Linked DNA regions of Rattus norvegicus: region 2 is linked to region 1. Evidence: chromatin contacts called from public Hi-C data. All regions are on one chromosome and are shown on one strand. Each heading gives the region's core, a stretch centred on a gene start, on an enhancer-like site or on the middle of the called end of the contact. The rest is flanking DNA. Distances are from core to core; before and after follow the strand shown. Region 1 overlaps LOC102555203 (a long non-coding RNA gene). Region 2 holds the start of Lnc215 (long non-coding RNA 215).

What was found. Hi-C and Micro-C count contacts between places; a contact is called where the count stands out from the background.
Region 2: a contact with region 1 is called in a Hi-C map of Schwann cells, with 9 times the contacts expected there. The contact joins the promoter of Lnc215 here to the enhancer-like site in region 1. A contact is called at or near these places in 10 of 12 Hi-C or Micro-C datasets (the A7r5 cell line, the Rat2 cell line, Schwann cells and 6 more) and 1 of 1 datasets of contacts at active chromatin or transcription factors (oligodendrocytes).

What each region holds. Positions count from the first base shown.
Region 1 is chr8:50,499,277-50,502,777 of GRCr8, reverse strand. LOC102555203 (a long non-coding RNA gene) reads right to left here. Exons shown (of 4, transcript XR_005488105.2): 2 at 3,145-3,501; 3 at 408-546. Among named protein-coding and RNA genes, the nearest start is that of Ubash3b, 72 kb to the right of the region's middle. Within about 2 kb of position 1,842, at least 55 of the 93 cell types and tissues checked have an H3K27ac peak or open chromatin away from gene starts, as enhancers often do. A contact at or near this core is called in Schwann cells and prefrontal cortex, where this site is marked.
Region 2 is chr8:50,740,895-50,744,421 of GRCr8, reverse strand. It overlaps Lnc215 (long non-coding RNA 215), which reads right to left and starts at 1,618. Exons shown (of 4, transcript NR_126581.1): 1 at 1,525-1,618. It also overlaps a transcript of Mir100hgl not described here.

The sequences.
Region 1 (3,501 bases), core at 593-3,092:
AAGGAGAGAACCGACTGTTGCAAGCTGCCCTCTGACCCTCACACAAAAGTCATGGCATGTGGGCACTCATACACACACAATAAATGTGAGTGCAAGCATGCTTGTGTGTGTGTGTGTGTGTGTGTGTATAGTGCATGCATGTGAATTCTTGCATGCATGCATGAGGTGTGTGTGTGTGTGTGTGTGTGTGTGTGTGTGTGTGTGTGTGTGTGTGTTCATGTACCACAGTGCTCATGTGGAAGTCAGAGGACACTTTCAGAAGTCTTCCATCCCATTGAGGCAGGGTCTCCAGTGTAATCTTCCTGGGTTGGAGCATCATTTCCAGAGATAAAATGCTCCCTAAATGTAGGTACAGTATATTGCTAACTAGATTATACAACAGCATCACTCTATCACCCAAGATTTACCTGGAGACTCACTGGCATCAAGCAATAAGTGATGGGCAATGGGCACTCCGTGTTTAGAGCAAAAAGATCCGAGGTTGAATTTCATCGTTGACTGTCGCACCTCTGGCAAATAAATTCCCCAGCGTTTCCGATTCTTTGTCTACAGTGATAGGGATAAGATGGCTACTGTAAGAGCCAAGTTAGGGGTTGGAGAGATGGCTCAGTGGTTAAGAGCACTGATGGTTCTTCCAAAGGTCCTGAGTTCAAATCCCAGCAACCACATGGTAGCTTACAACCATCTGTAATGAGATCTGATGCCCAATTCTGGTGTGTCTGAAGAGAGCTACAGTGTACTGATTTAAATAAATAAGCCTTTAAGAAAGAAAGAAAGAAAGAAAGAAAGAAAGAAAGAAAGAAAGAAAGAAAGAAAGAAAGAAAAAAGAAAGAAGCCAAATTAGCTAATGTGCACAGAAGCACTTTGCTTTTATGAATGGCTATAAACAGATTATGACTTATTAGAAAGTCACTCTGATCTAGGGGTAGCCCAACCCTCAGATCCCAGCACGTGGGGAGAGAAGAGTTGGGGTCAACCTGAGTTACACAGTAAAACCCGGGAGAAGAGATGGGGAGAAGACGAAGGAGAGAAGAGGGGAAAAGTGCCACCGAAGGTACCCTGGCCTCAGCTTGCTTTGAGGTGGGGTTGAGACTGCACAGGGAGGGCTCTTTCTCCAAGTTTTCAAGGGCAGAATTCTTAGCCACTAATCACAAGTAGTCATTTTACCGTCCATTCTCTTCATATTTCAAAAGACTAGGGTTCGAATGTCAGTTCCAAACCTCTGTTTCTTCTCATAACAAACGGACCAAATGATATTCACTCCACAGGAAGAGGGGCTGAGAAACATAGAGGCATGGAGCTTACGAGTTTTCTCTCTAGGGATGTGCTCTTTTCTCTGCTCCTCCTGGAGCGTAGGCTGCAAGCCCTGAGGAGTGGATAGGCTTAACGAATAGGCCTCAGTTTCCCTTGTCTTTCTTTGCTTAGTGGCTCTAAAAATCAGAGCCCAGCAGGAGAGGCGTGGGAGAGGCCTCTTCCAATCTCCAGACGTCCTTCTAAGATGGGGTCAGAAACGCTCAAAGCTGTTTTACCAGCGATCACTCTGGACTCCCAAGACAATAACCTTCTCTAATCACTACCAGATTCCCGCCAGAAAGCAGCAGGGGAGCAGTTGCCTTGACCCGCCAGGGCCTCCAGCCCCTCCCCGCCAGACGCAGGCTAATGGGATACAGACGTCTCCCTCCCAGCGCCGCTCTCCCACCCGCAGCCCCTCTCCAGACGGACGTCGCTCTTCCGAAGTCATTTTTTGCAGGTCACCAGGCCACTTTTCCACGAAGCCAGGGAGAAGCCTGCACCTCGGGACTTCCTAGCTACCCAGAGGGTATTGTATTCTCTTCTGGTGGAAGCCAACTTCAAAAGGGCATCAGGCGGGGCTCCGCACTCATTTCGATGGTACAACAGTGACCTCCAGTGGCAGAGCCCGGAGACGAAAAAAATCTCCTGCCATGTCTCAGAATTCTGTCCTCGAGGAAGACAGTCTACAATGTGACAGGCTTTCTCTTGCGAATCTAAAAAACGACGACGACCATGATGGACTCCATAGTTGCCGAATCTAAGCAATCCAGAATATGTGGCCAGGGGCAAGTCTCAAGTCCACAATCTGAGCACCATGGCCTATCATTTGTTTAGTACAACTTCCTCAGCCCTTAATCCACTCCAGACCCCGCCCTGGTCCCCAAGTGGCTTCTGTTAATTCCTCTGTTAGAAATGACCTCTTCATCTCTCTGCCTGATAAAAATCTTCGCGATGATGTCAGATGAGAGCTTGCCATTTGGGGACACTTTCCCAGATCATCCCTCCTAACAGAATTAATTCTGTCTTCAAAACATATAGCATCAAGGACGTCCATACTGCTGTACGCGTTTGGCTTAAGCAGCAACGTGATATAGCACTGTTATAGGGACATACACAGTTGTGAGTTAAGGGGTCTGGGGTGTGAGGCACGTCTACAGCACTGTGACAAATGCCTGCGAAAATGACGTAAGAGAAGAAGGATTTATTTTGGCCCACTGATTTGCATCTTTCTGTCCACTCTCACTGGTATCTGTTGCTTCCAGTCTGATATGTGATGAGACAGAATATCAGGGCCAAGTGCAAAGTGGCCTTCCTTGGGGCAGACGGGAGGTAGAAATGGGAAGGAACTCAATAGGGACAAAATACATCCTCCTAATGGATGTCCCCAGAGCCTGCTTCCTCCAGCAAAGCCTTACTTATTAATCTCTACCAACTCCCTTCAAATTACAAGCTCGTGGATGAGCCGATCTACAGATTAGCTCCGAGCCCTCCTGAACCGACCATCTTCCCAACGCTGGACTGTTCACTGTCGAGTCGAGGACAGAGTCCTTAACATATGATCCTTGACGAGGGGTGCACCTCACATGCAAATTATAATTACTGAGCTCAGAACGCTGCAGACTAGTGGGGTGGGCACAGGAAAACAACTGCCATCGAGGGTAGTAAGGGGTTCCATATTTGTCTCCAGTAAGAGTCTTCACTCCCGTCTGGGGGGAAAAATGCAATCAGAGACTCTAAATACAGAGAGGGTTTGGTTGGGTATTTGGGACTGAATAGGAGTTAATGAGGCAGGTAGAGTGATTTAAGATGGGGAGAAAAAAAAAGATGCTCATTTGGACGTGAAATAATTACCTAGAAGTGATTGTGTTGACACAAGGGGCAGCCCACACTGGCTGGATTATCTGTCACTGGATGTTGCATGGTCCAGAGATAGTAGGCTGGAGGACAACTGAGACCAGGAGAGGGGGTCTTCCAAACTGTTGGCTATATAAACCAGGGTCATCAACGATGGCTGAACTAAAGCATGATTTGGGGATAAGAAGCTCACGCATAAACTAGAGTGGCTCACAAAACAAGATGAAAATCAAAACCAGGTTTCTGCCCGTTAGTGATCCCCAGATGGACTGGTGTACAGAATGTGTTGGTCAAATATCATCCAGAGTCAAAGCCAAGTCAATGATCAAGTGAACGAACAGTCAGGCACAGTGC
Region 2 (3,527 bases), core at 369-2,868, 240 kb before region 1:
AGTGGAAACACATCGGTATCAAGGTATCCTGACGACAGTTGGGTGCTTGTCAAGCCACAGACCATTGACGTCAGCAGGTCAACAGTGAATGTTTAGATACATGGAGGGAGAGTTGTGAGAACTCCAGGTGACACATGAAGGAGAGAGAGCAAACGTTTCACGAGTGGTCTACACTGCCTTCCCCATCTGCCACACTGCTGCTCACAGCTGAGGGAAGCAGAAAGACTATGGCCACAGGTGTCAAAGCCAGCTAACGTTCTCAGAGACAACCTCCACCAGCCCGATCCAAGGCACAGACCCAATTTTATGTCTGACACATTTGGGTGAAAAAATAATCACAAGTGACCTGTAAAGAACGTTCTAGAAAGGGGAGATGGTGACAGCATTATTATTATCACAGCCTGTCATTTACTTCTTCCAAACAGTCCGACCATATGCCCAAGACATGACATTGACTCCTGTGTCCAGGACACAGACATCTCACTCCCCCAGGCACCGTGGAGACACCATCAATCACTTATCTGCATGAGAAAACTGAGCTGAGGCTGGAAAAAGAACATTTGATGCTGTCAAAAAACAAAAAAGAGTCAATATGAAGTGTCCCATTTATCAAAGAGACATTAGTTCTAAAAGTCTGGGGAGTACATGTATGAAGTGTCCGCAGTAGGAGAATGGGCTCTGGGTGTAGACTTACATGAATACGGTTCTCTCCCAGACTCAGCAGACTCCCTGCTGAGAGTAGGGAGGCTCTATTAACTGATTAATTATTATTAATGCCAACTTTTATTTAGCTAGCAATTATAATCTATTAAGAGCATTTCTTCACATCCTCTTACTTATTCAATCCTTGGAACAACCCTGTAAGGCTTGTCAGTAATATATTATTATCTCCCTTTTTAGACAAAGGAAAGGAAAACTCCGGGGTTTCCTTGCTTAGGCTAATCCTACCGATAAATGGCAAGTTCTAGACCAGAACACAGAATTTCTGACTGCCGGTCTACTCCCTAGAGGAGCTGCGGAAGACTCAAAGGAAGAAAGGGAAATCGTTGGTTTAGAAGCGAAAGAACCCAGAAAAGCCTGCAGACCAGAATTCCTCTCAGTTTAGGTCAAAGTACGAGTAGGTGTGGCTCTATGACACACAACTGGAATGATTAGATCGGTTGACTGTGAGTCACATCTGCTCACACTGATCTTCCTTATGCAATTGGACACTCGATGTCAATCTCCCCGCAACTTGTTTCTTGCCAAGTTTCTTAAGCAGCCTAGTTGGAGCCAACTTCTCACTGTTCAGATTCTATTCTCAAGCTCTGTCTCTTTCATACCGCAGCCTTGTTTCTTTCTTTTGTCCTCCTTGCCTCAAGCTCACCCCTTGCCCTCCTCCCTTCCTTGATGTTCCCAATCAGTGCTTTCCCCCTTAACTTCTGCTGACCACTCTCATTTTGGTCTATCCATTTTCCCAGGTGGGGAGGGCTCTTGTGCCTCTTTACCCATGAGCCCCCTGGTCATCCTCCCTCTGCCTCTCACCTGTACTCAGCAGCCACAGGCACCCCTGGTTGCCCTTCTGATGTCTTCTTTCTGTTCGTCTGAGGACTCCAGACTGTCTCCAGGGCCTACAAGCCGGAGCTGTGCAGTCTTCGGGTCTTTGGGCTCTTTGTTATTTCGCTTCCTCGCTTCACAGCGCTAATAAATAACAACACACAATAAAAGATGGTCTCGGCTATGTTTCTCGCCTCCAGCCTCCAGCAGTGTTATCTCAGACCCCAACATTGCAACAAAGAAATCTCACAGTTGGGTTAGTGAAAAAACCAGTCCAGGACAGGAGCAGAAAACTTCAGCGCTTCCCAGATTGCTCAGCCCCAGCTGCCCTCCAGGGGCTCCCCCTAGTGGGAGATGCTGAGCACGACAGGCCAGCACTAGGTTTGGGTTGGTGCCTTGGGGTGGGAGGAGGGGAGTGCAGAAAAGACAGACTACACTGTGTCCTTCTGTGAGCGATTGCCTCTGTGTGATTTGCGGGGCTGAGGAGCTCTGAAATTAATCAGGGAAATCCTTTGGAGAGCCAGCGTTCTGAGGACCCAGAAGACCCAAAGTGCAGGTGAACGTGGTCTTAGTAGAAAATAAACTTACAGGGCTAATACTGTATAGGCACGCAGTGATTGGCAGTCATTTGCTGCTGCTGCTGTGTGTCCAGTTTGGACTGGTAAAAAATGTGTCACACAGTCACTCAGTCACACATGCTGTTCTGGAGAGACAGGCGTAGTCTCTGAAGTCTGAGAAAAACATGACCGTCCAGTCTCCTGGGCTCTCCTGGCCTTTTGGAGTCACGGTAGCCCTGACTGCTTTCTGCTGCCCACTGTGATGAATACAGACTGCATATCCAAATAGCATCCTCCTCCACAGAGATGCAACCTCATTCATTCTAACCTGCCCAGCAAGCAGGTAGGAAGAAAGAAATCGATTCTGCGGGGGCTGACAAATGATGTTTTCGTTGCTACCAGTCAAACCATAGGTGGAGGGAAACGGTTTTTCTGACCTCCTTCCCAGGACTCCAGACTGTGCTCCACCTCTGGAGATGAGGGGAGAGAAGCAGAGTTCAGGCTCAGGGCAGGGCAGTAGGAGCTGCACCCTCCGCCAGGGGGATTGGCTCGCCCCACCCTGCGATGTGAGCATAGTGTGTTTAGCAAGATGCAGAAAAGACCTGGGCTGATCCTGCAGGCAAGAATTCATTCATCATTATGCCAAATGGGGAAGGGGAACCATAGGACCGGAAGTTCTTCATTTACCAGTAAACCGGCAGTGAAAGGTAAATGAATAAGGAGACCTTCCAGGATGCTGACAGTGATTTGGTGCTGATGCTAGGTAACCACACGCCTTGTGATGCAATCCCTTTTCACCATCAGACCAGTTGGGAGACCTCGACTGTGAGATTAGAAGAGCCCTATTTTAGTGATAAGGAAACTGAGGTTGGAATGGTTAACGGACCAGCCTGCGATCAAATCGAAATCTCTGAAAGCTTAGAGCCCATTTCACATGTCATACTACCACCTGGGCTCGTCTAGCAATCCCGGAGAAGGGAGCTTTGGCAAGGAATCAACATAAGACACTTCCTGTTTACTCAGCAAACCAAATCACCCATCTCTATTCAATTCTGCTACCTCCCCGCAGTGCTGGGGGCAGCACTGTACTGAACCGCACAGGAAGCTCGGACTTGGTATAAGATGGATGGTAAAATTAGATTTCTTAAGAAACATGGCTGCCTCATGGGCTCTTTTATGGACATTACAGGAATTAGCTTCCAGATAGCAACAGCAACCCATGAAAAAGAAGTTTATGGTATTAAGATGCTAGTGGTAATGACGATGAAGAAGAAAAGCCAGTTAATGATACGCTTATTGACCATAGAGAGTCAATCACTATTGCTCAGACCTGACCTGGGTCCTCGGGTTGAGCAAGAGTTAAATGACACTGGCAATACTTCAGTTCTGTTGTAAACTCTTATCAAGCCAAGCCAAACAACAACAAAAGATTTG